2 separate regions of the Athene noctua genome follow, and region 2 is linked to region 1. The links are chromatin contacts, called in public Hi-C maps. All regions are on one chromosome and are shown on one strand. The core of a region is the stretch at or near the end of the contact, and the rest is flanking DNA. Distances in the headings are between cores, read along the strand shown. Region 1 holds the start of PEDS1 (plasmanylethanolamine desaturase 1). Region 2 holds the start of PTPN1 (protein tyrosine phosphatase non-receptor type 1).

What was found. Hi-C and Micro-C count contacts between places; a contact is called where the count stands out from the background.
Region 2: a Hi-C map of heart shows a contact between it and region 1, with 4 times the contacts expected there. The contact joins the promoter of PTPN1 here to the promoter of PEDS1 in region 1. A contact is called at or near these places in 2 of 2 Hi-C or Micro-C datasets (heart and liver).

Annotation. Positions count from the first base shown.
Region 1 is chr16:8,285,755-8,293,258 of bAthNoc1.hap1.1, forward strand. PEDS1 (plasmanylethanolamine desaturase 1) reads right to left here and starts at 2,816. Exons shown (of 5, transcript XM_074920560.1): 1 at 2,542-2,816. The coding sequence starts at 2,812.
Region 2 is chr16:8,461,965-8,469,468 of bAthNoc1.hap1.1, forward strand. It overlaps PTPN1 (protein tyrosine phosphatase non-receptor type 1), which reads left to right and starts at 3,020. Exons shown (of 9, transcript XM_074920256.1): 1 at 3,020-3,182. The coding sequence starts at 3,021.

The DNA of each region.
Region 1 (7,504 bases), core at 1,566-4,065:
TACTAAACATACCACTACAAAAACCTCATTTACTGCCTATAAAAAGAGAACAGACACATCAGAGTATAGTAACACTTTGAATATTCAGATTAGCAGCAGAAAGCTTCTGCCTGTCAATCACTGCTGCACCCTCTCCAGGCACTGATGCAGAGAGCAAGAGAACACTCGATGTGAGACCTGGAGGGATTAAGGCATCAGCATTAATTTAATGCCTGAATCCAAGAAGAAGACCTGAGCTGCCACCTTGGCCCAGAAGGGCCATGACTGTAGTTAGCTCTTAGCATGCTCAGGAGCAGACAGGTCAGTCTTCACCAATTTTAGGGGGCCAGTCAGCACAGCTGTCTCTTGCCTAGGGCTTCCCAGAGCAGTTAACCCTGCAGCCCACTCCCCGCTCCCTCCTGCAGCCTTACACGCTTTGTACCACTCGAGTCTGAGGCCAAGCAACGTGCAGGGGAACAACTGGTAAGGACTTCACTCGAGGCACACATCCTCTCACAGCAGCAGAGGCAACACTCACACATCTGGCATGTGTTCAGGACAACAGCTTCTTTCCTACTACTCCTCTATGTTGACCTACTGCCTGATCAAATATCTCCTCCTAAATGCTAAATCAAGTCCTTCCCAACTATACCATGAAATGAAAAGGAAACTAGGAACATCAAAGGAGAATCGGTATTATCTCTAACATGCCTACGATGTAATATTTTAAAGAAACATTAACAAAGACTTTTACAGTTCAGAGTTTTATTCTAGAAAGGCCATGAGTACATACATTAACATCCTCTGCAGTAGCAGAGAAGAGAATCATAAAATTCAATTAAGACACAAGAACAAGCATATTTCTCAAGACTGCATCAGGTCACAATGTGGGAGATTCTATAAAGAGATCCCTGGAGTAATGAAAGCAAGAGTTAATTAACACTCACTTCCTGAATAAGAAAACCACACCCTGATTAGAGGAGCTAAGTGGGTAGATCCTCATGGAACAATTAGCTGACTGCAGGGAAACCCGAGACTCCTTACTAGCAAGTCCCGTGAGTTCAGTCTATGCAAACACCACACCACTGTACTCTGAACACAAGGATCCCAACACGACTGTCTGGTGATACCCGAGTCCAGAAACACAGCCCAGCTCTGGAAAGACCGGGAAGCAAATCAGACAAAGGAATGGAGTCAGCACCAATAACTTGGGCTTAAAGAGCATTCGAATTTAAAAGTATGTCCTGCATGGAATAATGAGGTGCCAAAGCCACAAAGTATATGCTTAAAGAAATCATGGAAATATTCCAGTGTCATATGCACTCTGCACAGTTATATGTAATCGCCATTCTTAAGAATTCAGTAGTTCAATACCATGTGCTTCCACTGCTAACACACGTTCTGACGTTGTTTATGCAAGTTATTTATGTAACACCAGAAAAAAATTGCACCTCTAATATCACAACTCACTGCCGATAGATACCACTATGCATACGCTACTTCAGACTTCCCAGGAACTTCCATCTACAGCTAAAGACAAGGGTAGCAAGTTGTTTGGGGAAGAAAATCTTTCCCTTATGAGTAAGAGCACAGTGCAGTAGTAAAGTTAGTTACTGCTTTTCTGCAAAGCACAGGAATCAGTCACCACCTGGATCAGAAGTGCCTATCTAGACCAGCTGAAAGACGTCACACACCACCTTATCTCAAGGCAAGGAAGAGGTGACCGATACAAGCTGAAACAGGCAGACTTACCCTGAACAGTCTAGAAAACTGGCAAACTAATTAATGATTTTCTCATCATTACTTGGCTCTGCCCAAGTAAGAACATTGCCTTGAATGTGCAAGCTAAGCTGCTCAGGTGACCTGCTGGAAACAGCAAGATGCTGAAAACATGTCTCCCCTTTCCTGATCCTTCACCTGCAAATGAATTCACTGGGAATGGCAACAAAACCTAGCATTGCTCACACTGTAAGCTAAAAACAAACGACATATTAAGAAGCCCACAGTTATTTCCATAGCGTAATCAAATAGCTGCTGTCACTACTGAGCTCTGACAACCAGCAAGCTTCAGGAAGACAAGACTAAAGCAAAAAGTCAACATCCCTCCATCCCTTTCCGAGGTGCCAGAACTGGGTACCTCAGTAATCCACTGAATAAATATCCTGCAGCAAAAGCTTCAGCTGTCACCTTGCTTAGCAACCGGATTCGTACACCTGCTTTTGGGTGGAAAGATTAACTTTTTGTTTTCAAAGGGAAGAGCAGTCATCCTGGGCGCTCTCTAGTTTGAAAGCCTTCCCCCCAGCAGCGCAGCCTGTTTCTTAGACCTGCTTTCAGTAGCCACGCTCGCCAGCTCTGCCCAGGCCGAGGTGCGGGCGACCAGCAGACGGACGCGGGGCGGTGGGCACGCGGCATCCCCCCGCCGGCAGCCCCGGGCCGCCTCGCCCGGCAGGGCCCTGCCCGACCCCCGCCCTCCCCGCTCCTCCGGGGCTCCCTGGAGCCGCGCCGCCGTCGGGGCGGGGGCCGAGGGGAGCCGGCCCCGCCGCGGGAATCTCCCGCCCTCACCTGGGGAGTAGAGCTCGGCCAGCTCGCGGGCCCCGGCGTGCTGCGCGCCCCACCGCCGGCTGCCGCCCTCGGGCTCCTCCGCGGCCTCCGCCTGCGGCCCCGTCGCCTCCGCCCGGCGCGGGACGCTCTCGGCGGCGCCGCCGCTCGCCATGGCCCGGCCCCGCGGCGGCGGCTCCTCCTCCTCGTCCTCCCCGAGGCCGGCGGGCGGCGGCGAGCGGCGCCCAGGCCCCGGCGAGGCGCCCGGCGGCAGCGCTGCGGCCCGCGGCAGCATCGGGAAATGGGGCCGCGCCGCGGCGCTGCGGCGGGGAGGGGGAGGGGGCGGCGGGCGCGCCCAGCCACGCCCCGGCACCGCCTCCCGCCGCCGCCGGGCCAACGGGCGGCGCCGCCCGGCGCGGAGGAGCCAATGGGTGGCGACAGGGGCGGTGGCGCAGCTGGCGGCGCCCCGCCCCGCGGGCCGCAGCTGGCGGCGGGACCGGGCGGAGGCGCTGGCGGCAGCCGGGGCCGGGCCGGGCCGGGCCGGGGGCGCTGGGCGGGCAGGTCCCGGCACTGCCCCCCGCCCCGGTGTCCGCCCTCCCCGCCCGGTGCCAGGCGCGCCCCCTGGCGGCGCTGCGGGCGGCCATTACCCGCGCGGCGTTAACTGGGCGGCTGGAGCCCCCCGTCTGCTGTGACACCCCCAGACCGTAATCGTGCCAATAAAATCAGTTTAGGTCCCTTTGTGGGGTGATCCAGGGCGTGTTCCTTCACAGAGGCGGTTAAAGCCGCTCGCGGATGCTCTCACTGACCCCAAATAAACACATTCCAATATGGAAAAAAAAAGAAAAAAAGCCCCTAGCAATAGCTAAGTACTACATCACGTTATAAAAATAATTTCTGCAACAGATTGATTTGAGCATCAAATAAAATAGCACTAAAGCATGTGTTTCAAATAGATTTCACTTAAACATTACAAATAGATCCATTTACAGAGGGTGAAATACTAAACCAAATGTCTGTTTAATCCAAAGGTCTGAAAACGATCCACCACGGTGAATAAAATCCTTCTCCGTGCCTTGACAGCAAGGCCAAAATGATGGCAAAGCACAACCTGCGGCACATCACACCTACCTGAGGGGCAAACGCTGATCCTGCGCCTGTAGCCTGCAGGCTCCCCCTCCACAGAGCTGGAAGAGAAATGCCAGTTACATCAAACCACCGAGAATTTCCTAAAACTTGACCAAGCCAAGAGTCAAGGGCTGCTCTGTGCTGTCACTTCACAGCGCTCTGAATTGGCCACGTTTCTGAAGTAGTGAAAAGCATGTAGTGTGCCTCCCAGAGCCTGCCCGGCTGCTTGGAGGATCACAAGTTAATTAACAATTAGCTGGGATCATGTGCTCAAATCAGTGGTTCTTAATGAAAAAATGGCTCAGGAATTCAATGAGTCCTGGACTCATCAAGAGTTTTATATATATAGATATCTCTCTCTCTCAAAAGTTCTGGAAACTCTAGATGACAATGATTTGCTGACAATGCAGAAGGCAGCATTTACTTGATGGAGGGTTTTTTCTGTTAATTGGGTAATAAGCCAATTAAAAGGCATTAGCTTCAGGTGCCTCAATTTGTTGGACCGGGCTGTGTTTAGACCGAGGGATGGGAATATTCTGACATCGAGGGATGATGATATTTTCATTAGACTTTTGTTAGGCTGCTCTGATGCCAAGGGTTTTGCTAAGATCCTCTCAGGGTCACAGTGACCTCAATAATGTTAGTACAGAATTGGTGTAAATGTGTATGAATTCATGTCAGTTCAGGAGGACATGGCACCTTTAAATGTGCTTTGAGATCTGTGACCATATGTCCCCATTATGAATGTGTAAGTTAGAGGAAAGATATAAACAGCTCTTGGGAGTGTTTCCCAAGATACCTTCAACGTCTGTTAGCCACCTTGTTTTGTCGGGTGAAAAGGCCTGTCAGTACGAAGAAAAAGCAGCAAATTGCTAGCAAGGTCTGGCTTTGGATGTGCTATCAAGTTCTCTTGGAAGGTGGTTATTAGTTTTGCCTTTTGCTGGACTAAAGGTGCATTTGTCTGTAATAACATCAGTGTAGCTGCCTAAAGACAAACCTTGCAAAAGGAAAAAGGTGCTTTGAAGACTCTTCTAATCTCACCTCAGTGTGACAAGACAGACCATGAGGCAGAGGGTTTGGTCCTTTCCTAGAGACAAACCAGCCCTTGGGACACATCTGAAGAACGTTTCTCTTTCATCATCATCATCTGGGGGAGAAGGGAAAAACAGTAAGTTAGTTCATAGACTCAGGCGGAACTCCAAACGCTGGTACAGGCATAGTACCGCCAAGGAAGGGTGAACCACGAGGATTTTTAGTGTTGTGCGAGTGCAACGGCTTTTAGAATCACCTGAACAGTGAAGTATCAGGTGAGCTACAGGTGTCAGCGTAGCTGGGACAAGGCTGCTGAGGCTGAGCAGAAGGGCTGCGTTAACAGAGTAATTCTGCGGGAAAATCCTGATGCTGTTTGGAGAAGATAAGGCCCGTATCGGAGTACGAGAGGCCACGTTACCATGAAGAGCCCTTTGAGAGAGCCCAGCCCCGGGCAGCTCAGGGGCGGCACCGCCGCGCTGCTGCGTTCGGCTCCCGGCCCTCCGCGGGAAGGCCCCGGGCATGCGCCGCCTGCAGGCCCCGGGGAGGGAGCGGGCCCGGGCGGCGGGGCAGGCCGCGCTCCGCTTCCGAGAGCCCCGGCCCGCGGCTCCCGGGCAAAACCCTCCGGCAAAGCGCCCGCGGCGCCGCAGGGCTGCGCGTTCCCGCCAGCGCCCCGGCCCGGTCCTGCCGCGCCGCGCCGCCAGGTGGCGCTCTAAGCCCGGTGACGGGGCGGCGGGGGGCGCCGCGCTCCTGCCGTGCGCGAGGCCCCGCGCGTTCGGCCCCGCCCCGGCCGAGCCGCCCCGCGGCCGGGACACCGCGGCGGAGCCTTCCGCCCTCCAGCGCGGAGCTGCTGGCGACGTCGCCCAAAGAACGGGGTTCTGAGGGTCCCTCACGGAGGACCCCATCACCGCCTGCGGAGCCCGCCCGCCCGCCTCCCCTTAACGGCTGCAGGGCCCGGCTGCCGCCTCACGCCGCCGCTCCGCAGCAGCCCGGCCACCTCGAGTTCTCCCCGCGCCTCCCCCTCCCGCCGCTGCCCCCGCCACGGCCGCCGGTCAGCGCGGAGCCGCGCTCTGGCTCCCGCCTCTCGCCTCACACCCGCCCCGTGCAGCCCGGGCTCCTTCCGAGCCACCGGGCGCGCAGGCAGCAGAACCTGGCCAGAACCTGGCGCAGCGCTGGCGGCGGCTCCCGGCATGGGAAGGTGTCAGCGGGTGGGAGAGCTGGAATAGCCGCTCCTACGGCCCCGTCCGGAGCCAGAAGCGCACAGACGGGGAGATGCCGGGGACCGGGGGCGAGGTGCGGCGGGGGGACGCAGTGCCTGTCCCCCCCTGGTGCCCAGTCGCCCAAGGCCAGCTGCCAGCTGACCCAGACCAGCCCAGATGCCAGGACTCACACAACAAGTCCTAACTGATTCCCTGGCAGCCCCACTTACCCCGTGGTGCTCGACACAAGATGAGAGCAAAAGGGAAAAAAAAAGTATTTGTACAGCCTAGAGCATGGACGACCTTTAATGCTTTTAATAAAGAAAAATCTTCTAATTCTTCACTTAAGCCCACTCTCCTGTCACACTCTAAGATTTCCCTTGGTTTATGCAGCCCCTGGCAATACACACCATGAAGTTCCAGCTACCTGGCCTGCAGCCTCAGGACCTCTGAATGGTTCTCCTCTTTTAGAAATTTCTTAAATAAATTATCAGGTTCTGTTACTGGGAACTTCTGACACTTGGCAGGGTATCCTGGAAGGATAGGATTCCTGTTCCCTTGATGGATCTTTCAAAAGCTTGGATATGCTAGAAAAATACATGATTTGTAACAAATTAATCAAAGTGGGAGGCTATGATTACCTAGGAAATGTCAGAGAACTACAGAGAACTTCTGGAAAGTGAGTGAACAGCAACTTCTCTGCCTTTTTTTTTTTTTTTTTTTTTGAATACAAGAAAACAGCCTACTCATAAAATACAAAGTCAACTCTTACTCTCCCTGCTCAGAAAAACAGCCCACGTCTTGCCAGCCAAATGGCTTCAGCATGGACTTTCTCTACAACACAGGGCTGGAGACTGTAGCTTCTGCTTTGTCACTGTTCCCTTCACGGGTGTTTGTGTGCTCTCTAACTCTCCCTCCTTTTCTTTCACAGACCACAGAGTGAGTGCTCTGACCTCCAATTTGCTCTGGAAAATTTTCAGTCTGGTAGGGAAGGTATTTCACTCGTGTTGTCCCACCGGCTGGAGGCAGTGGTGCCAATCTCCGGGTGTCGTCTCTGCAGCACTTTGTAGGGCAAAGAGCAACGCGTAAAGTGGGGGCTGAGCAACCCAAGCACTGCAAAGGCCAAGCATGCTAGTTCAGAGGTGAGCAGAAAATCAGCAGAAGACCAACAAATACCCGAGCATCAGCATGTCACAAGGGAACAAGGGGTGAGGGAGCACTTAGGCAGGGGGAGGACTCTGCTCTGTAACAAAAGAACCAAAGGAGGCCAGGAGACATGGCCTGCAACCGCCTGGGGAGCTCCCTGCCACTGGGGACTGCGAGGCAGAGTATCACAGCTGTGGTTTCAGAAGAGAGGAAAGCATGTGGCAATCGGTTTTTATGTTAAAATAAGGCAAAGTCTCGAGCCTGGTCTAAGAGCTGGGGGAGACGGAAGGAGAGCCAACCTCTCTCCGAGTTGAGACATTGTCCCTGTCTGACATTTCACAAGTGCTGTTTTTTTACAGCAGAGAACGGCAACTGGAAAGCAATGGATTGAAATCTGGCCTCTGCCAGGTACAACTTGCGAGTTGTTATTGGCGTAAGGTGTGCGGCTGTATAAAGAGAGACCTGGGGCTAGGAAGAAGAAAAAACAG
Region 2 (7,504 bases), core at 1,770-4,269, 180 kb after region 1:
TTATGGGTTTCAAATGAATTAAAAATAATAGAGTTGGTTTCATTGTTCTGCTAATGTTCATTTTTAAACTCAGGGCCAGGCTATTTCACATTGTTTTGTGGGTAGCTAGAGCCTAGTATGTATTAGAGGACAAGTAAAAACTACTACAAGCCCCTACAACAGTTACAAAGAAAAAGGTGAGGTGCTCTTCCCTACTCCATAGGAGGAATTCCAGAATTCTCACCTTCAGAATGCACTTGATGGTTCCACAAAGTGGGTGACGTGCCCTTTACAATGCTGTAGCACCACAAGGTGCCAGAAAGATGAAGCTTATTATTTGACACAAACTAGTACCTAACTATATATTGTAAGGGTCTCAGTTTTTTAGCTGTGGATATCATTGCATGTATTATTGCTGAAACTGTATGTAAAAATAAAGCCAAAAGAATTCAATAGCATATGCATCAATTAGTTGTGCTTTTCTGAAACAGGAGTCACCATGTGTATCACTGCTGCAAATTGTTTCTTACTTCTTTTATATAGGCATATATAGGTAAAAGCAAATATTTATATCATCATCTATCCCCTTCAAAATTTCCAGTTATTTAATAAAATCACTCATTGAACCAGACTGACACATTTTAAAATGTTACTGGCCACACATACTGCAACTGTGATAGATTTGTGAAGAAATGTAATATATGCTGGCAATTTTTATAATCTCTTATTTTCTGGGTTACTATACGAAATTGTCAGCTGAATACCAATTTGTTCAGGGTATAAAGTGAGTTTTTGTTAATCAAGGCAATTATTTCTGTGACAACAGTACACACTTAGCAGAATATATTGCTGATGAATCATTGACTGAAGGACTTGTACTGATTTTATTTATTCCATGCATTCAGGTGACATAAGCATAAAAGATTGTATGCTATCTTCCTTTATAAAATGCTTATGCACCACAGTAATTCAGTTGCATTTAGCTGTAGCATTTGACCTCTTCTAGGTAGGATCAGGTTTATGCCTGCATGAAAAATGGCCATCCACAGGAACTGCCCTTTGGCGACACTATAAAGACACATCTCTCAGTGTGGAATCACTGAAACACAGAAAGACTCCCCACATACGTTCGTAATTCCTGACCCTGAAATCACAGGGAAAGAGGAAAGCAGCAAAGTTGTTCAATTTGCTGTTATGTTCCCAGGTCCAGTAGGTTAAAAATGGACTCCAGATAAGGATACCGCCTCAGAGCAGCCAGACTGGGAGAGAGGATGCAGTCCCCCATCTGGTGCTTCTAGTAATATGGAAGCAAGTTTCAATAGGTGGAAACCTTTTCATTCACGGGACTAATATAACATCTGCCTAGTTCCGAAAATCAGGTCAAGAGAAAGCCCATGCAGTAAGAAAGGCAAAAAATCTTTTTAATACCATCTGCTAATGCCTCTATGCTATGTGCAGCAGCTGACTAGAGAATAATGTTTCATTGTTTACCTAGGTTAAGTCGTTTATCCTATTAAGATGCTTTCCACAGCTTCCCTTTAGGGTGTTATTATTAACCCTCCCCCAAAATTCTGTGCCCCTCAGCTCACATCTCTGACTAATCCTTTCTTCTCAGACAGCGTCCATTTGCACTTAAGTAGCCTAATAAGCCAGTCTTGAACAGGGTGGCATTCTGGGGCTGAACACTGAAAGGGAGTCTCTTCCAAAAAGTGCACGGTAGAACAATCAGGAAAAGCAATGGAAGAGCTTCTTCCAGCAGGAATAGCTAAGGGGTGCAAGGGCTGCAGCTCAGCTATGAAATACTTCTGTCTTCAGCAACAGATACATCTTGCCTGTTGAGAACTCTACCACTCTCAGCTTTTAATCCGTGCTGTACTTAGAGTGTTTATCATCAAATTCACTGATGAAAAATGTCAATCCTACACACCCACCCTCACAACCTTATTTTGGGTCAGCATTCATGCTGCAGAGATACCAGGTATGCCAAGCCTGCACCACCCCTCAGTAACAGTATTCTCTAAATGCCTGAGAAATAGTAACCTAACAAACAGGAGCTGGCTGACATGAGGAGTAAAATTCATGCTTTGGAAACAAAGTATGTTCCAGCATTATACATAGGATAACTATGTCCATATGTTTGGAACATCTGCTCTTTAAACTCGGGAAGAAAGATGCTGGCTCTCTAATAAGATTTGTAGGCTACGAATGAATGGCCTTACAAAAAGGGTGGGATAAAACCACAAATGTTTACCTTCTGGGATAAGACTATAGCACCTTGATAGTAATGGACATTTCAGAGTAGGAATCCAACAGCCGAGGACTGATGGTCAAACTCCACTCGGACCCTGTCATGTCACACATTCCTTTAAATCAAAGGGTACGGGACAACGGACAGAAATACATTTAATACTCTCCATCTTCTGACTGCAAGGAGAGAGAAGGTCTCCCCCATCTCTGAGGGGAGCACACGCACGTACACCCAGGGACCCTGCACTGCCACTCCAGGCACCTGCTGCCAGCCCGCCGCTCTCCGTACGGCCCTTCCTCCGCAATCCCATGGCCGCATGAGAATTTTCAGAAATGTCTGACCCGCTTGCCGCAGACGAAGAGCTGGAAAACGTGGCCCAAGCCCTTCCTCGCGGCTCCGAAAGCTCATGACGCCAGCCTGGGGCCCGAAGCGCAACAACCAGGGGCTCGGTCTCTGTGTGCCGGGACCCCCCGCTGCCGCCTGCGGCCCCTCGCCCTGCCGGGGCCGCCCTACCTGTCAGCGCGGCCCCGGCCGGGACGGCGGGGCTGGCGGCCCCCGAGCCCGCCCCGTTTGCGGCCCACGGCGGCTCTCTGCCGGCTGAGCGGGCCGAGGGGCAGCCGCGCCCCGGCGGGAGGACGGCGCTGCCTCCCCGGCCTGAGGCGAGCGGGCAGCGCCCGGCACAGCCCCGCCGCAGGCCGCCGCCTCTCCGCCGCCCCGCAGGCCCCGCGGCCGCCCCGGACGTCGCGTCGCCGGGGCGGGTGCGTAGTTCCGGCGGGGTGGAGGGAGGGGTGACATGCAGAGCGGGGAGCCGCGGCCTCGGGAGCAGCCGGAGCTGCCGGAGCGGCGGGCGGGAGCGGCGCCGGGGGGCCAGGCCGGGCGCGGCGCCCCCACCATGGAGATCGAGAAGGAGTTCCACCGGCTCGACCAGGCCGCCAGCTGGGCCGCCATCTACCAGGTGAGGGGCACGGCTCGGCTCGGCTCTGCCCCGCCAGCCCCGGCGCTGAGCGCTCCTTCCCTCACCCCCTCTCCGCTGCCGCCTGATTCTGCTCCCCCCCGCTCCCAGCCCCGCGGCGTGTGTGCGCCCCAGCTGCCCAGGGCCCTGCGGGGGGAGCGCTGCCCTCCGCCTCCCCTCTCCCGGGGTCGGAGCTTCCCGCTCCGCGCTCCCCTCCCGCAACAAGCTGCGGGCTGCCCGGCCGCTCCGCTCTGCCCGCCTTCTCCTTTCCCCCGGCGCTGGGAGGCAGCGGGAGCACCCCTTCCCTCCGCAGCAAAGCCCCCCTCACCTCCTTCGCCCCTCGGGGGCGGGGAGCGCGGGGCGCCGCTACCCCCCGCAGCGGCACGGCTGTGCCGCGGGGCTCCGGCGGGCCGGGGCCTCCCGCCGCGCTGCCCGGCCCCGCGCCGCTGCCCCGCGCCTGGAAGGAGCTTCCTCTGCCAGCTCCCCCGGGAGCCGACGGGGACCCGAACTCTCAGTGACTGATTAGAACTGGCCCCTTCCTAACCTTCAGGGAGTAAATCTAAGTCTCTTCTTTGTCTTTTGTTTCGTGTTTTTTTTTTTTATTTTCTTACAGAGAAACAGTGATGGGCAGCACTGCATGCACCTAGCTTTTCGGTCACTTTAATATTAGAACCAAGCCTGAAAACAGCTTGTTAGTAACGCTTGTGCAGTTCTCTGGTACTATTTTTTTTTATTTCGTTTACTGCATTTAGATTTCTTGTGACATTTTAAAAAACCTGCGTGGCAAATATGAATGCTTGTAAGAATCTTGGCCGACTGGACCCAGCCTCACACCTACAAGGAACAGAAATTAGGGATTTTCTCTTGAAAAAGTTCTTTGCACACTTATCCAAAATGAAGCTTAAGAGAAGATGAGGTACATGAATGGTTGGGCGGATGTGTTCAGTCAGCTCAGGCAGCGTTACTGTAAAATCCATTTGAATGTTTAAGCAGGTATATTGCATAAACTAATGAGTTCATATTTGCAACAGAGAAGCTGGGCTTTGCTCCCCTTTCACTATGAAACTCTCTGGCAATAGACATTTAAAAGGAGGAGTGGAGGTTTACAAAAGTGAAATAAATAAACTCCGGTTTCAGAATCACAGCAGGCAGGTTTTAAAAGTAGTAGCTTGCAAACATCTCCAGTTGTTTGGTAATTAGAGCATAAGCATGAAATTTGGAGTGTGGTTTTCAGAGGGTCCATTTTTTGTTAGAGTATTTAATTTCCTGCAGAGTTTCAGTGCTTTCTGACTGTATCAGTTGAAAGTCATGTGCGTATATGACGTTATGTTTTTGCTAAACCGTTCTTGACGATTTGGTATGTTGCAGGCTTAGTGCTCAGGAAATGATTTCGAGTAATGTAGCTCTGTGATGGAGGTGGTATATTTCTACTGGTACTATTTAATTACAGAAGTGAAATGTATAAGGAGAATGTATAAGGAGAATGAGGGACTGTGGCATATTTTCAATGGGGGATCAGCATTCAGTGATATTTTTGTCCTACTTTCTTTGAATGATGTGACTCAGTAGCCTGCTCAGACTGGCACAGCACGACATTTGATTGAGGACTAAAATTCAACTCAAAAAAAAAAGCCACCGAAAACATCAAACGCATAAAGTGATTCTTTGATTTGCATCCAACTATTGACAGGCACGAGATGTGAGCTTTTTCTTTTTTTTTTTTCCTTAAGGTTGATTAGTAAGCATGTGCATTTATGTCATGTAACTCAATTTCTCAACTGCATCCTGCTTTTAAATATCAGCTGTTGAAAATGACACATCTGGAAGAACAATGTACTTCACTATAATCTGTGCTTTTGATGTCTGGCCTGTGACATTAACAACGCATTTTTTCTACAAATACCAATCTTTGCCTGAAGACTGGAATAAGTAGAATAATATATGTTATTGGTGCAGAAGAATGTTTTCCTCCAAGTTAATTGTACCTAGTACAATTACTAGGTACAAGTACTAGTCTTCTAGTACCTAGGTGTTATGATTATAACTGCTAAAATTCAAAATTGTCCACAGGTATTCCTGGTGAAACATAATGCAGTTTACTAATGGTCACTTCCTCTTGTTTCTTGGCTAAATCTATTATCTAGAGATACAGAACTGCAGGGCATCTAGGGGAAGAATTATGAATGCTACAGGGAGGTGAAGCTAATCAGAAGGATGGCTACAAGGAGACTTGTCTGGGTGCCACATGACTTCGAAGGGTTAAAATTGTCTGAGTTTCTTTTTTTTTTGGACAAGGGGAAGCTATGTTCAACTATGATAATAGTACAGTTGTGAAAGAATAAAATTTAGTTTTTTTTTTTTTTTTAACTAAGTAATCACAGAATGGGAACAAAGGCACTTCAAAAAGAAGACCTCATGAAGGTGATTTTTTGACTATCATGTCCTGGGCACAGCATGTGTAGTATAACTATTCTCTGCTGCAGCTGGTCAAAACAGGGTGAGCACTTGAAGTTCTCCATCCTTTGTTGGGGTTTTTGTTGGTTTTGGTTTTTTTTAATGCCCATCACTGTCCCTTACTTTCATGAAGATGTACTTGCTACAGGAATGATGAGCCATGAGATCTTGTAAAGGCTGTTCAGAGACCCAATAGATAAAAAGGACTGGTCTGGTTCTGGCTGTTACTTGTATTGTAGAGAAACACACTTAGAAGATGACTAATAAAATGAGACCTGATCTAAGCATAAGAAATGCCCATTCGAATTGAAGTCCTCTGCCATAAAACGCTAAGTTAAAGGGAAATGGACAGCATAAGTGTGAGCTTTGCAATGCAAGAACTGTGGTAAATGTATGCAGCAGAAAACAAACTCTTAAGGGTAAGTGAATGATACGCACCCTGCATAAATATCATTCAAAGTATCAATGGGAATGAAAAGCATTCACTGCGGAGATGTCACAACAAAAAAGCAATAGCCCAAAGCTAAGAAAAGCACAGTTTAGGCTTGCTGTGAGTGCAGGGGAGAAGATGATACAGGTACTTGTCCAGAGTATCAAAGGAACATTGAATGTGCATTTGCTCACAGTGAGTGCAATATCAGATTTTCATAGAAATTTTATATGCTAAAGTCTTTCAGAATTTTGGGAGGTATTTTAGTTTCTGACTTCTTACACATGGTGATAAAATGAGATATCTTAAAAACACAACCCACAAACACAGGTAGAGTTGCTTCTTGTGTTTGTATAAACTAGATATGCTGACTTTAGTATCTTGGCTAATGTTACTAACTTTGATGTGCTTATCAGTTACAGTAAAGATACCTCTGAATTATTTACTGATCTACCATTTGACTAGGGATCCCCTGTGATATGGGTGGAGGCAGAGATGACACTGGTTTTACAGAAACATCTATGGGGACAGCTTATACAGAGTTTTCCATGTGAAGGTAGTCAAATTAAACTGTGTACTCTCTTCTAATTGTTACAGTCAGTAGAATATAAAATAAGAACTGGATAGAGGCTAGATTTTCAAGTATGTTTGGAAGTAAGTATACTGAAAACACAACTCACTACACTGCTGTGTGTGCCCTGGAAAGCTGAAGTGTAGTTACAGTTTGGTTTGAGGCCTGTAAGAGACATGCAACTGTTCTCAGTTTATTAATTTTTGAGGGTATTTTAAACTAACATTAATGTGAATATTACTTTTTTTTTCCCCCAAACCTCTGTAAGCTAAACTAAAATACTACAAATATGAAAGTTATTAAGCTTTACTCAGATTTGGGGAGGAAGGTAGAAAGCTATCGTGGGCATTTTGTGTATCTGTCAAGAGAGAAAAGGCATGGGAAGTTTTTTATGTATTCATTGTCTCTGGAAGAGTATTTCTAGAATATGTAGATTTTAATGTTGAAAGTAAACTGCGAAATGGTTGACCCTGTAGACTTAGAATGGTGTGGTTGTGTTGTGTATTTAAAGTCAATGAACAGGAAGTTCTACTAGTGTTTTCGGTTTATAAACTGCAGTGAGAGTTCAGACGTTGTGCTGCTGCAGTCTGCAAGCATTTGGGTTACTCTTTTGCTCTGGTGCTAAAAAACTTTAAACTTCTTTGCAGCAGATAAATTGTTGCATGAGCATGACTTATGATAAATTCATCTTTGAGCTTTATTCTGCCAGTTCTTGCTACTTGAAAGTGCAGGTCTCTGCATGCATGCGTTGCCACTTCTTAATTCATGCTATGTTGATTCATTCGAGGCTTAGCTTAATTGGCTCTGATTATGGAAAGCTAGTTTAGAACTGATAGTTGCAGGGAGTCTCTTTTTTCCTTCAGTACAGCT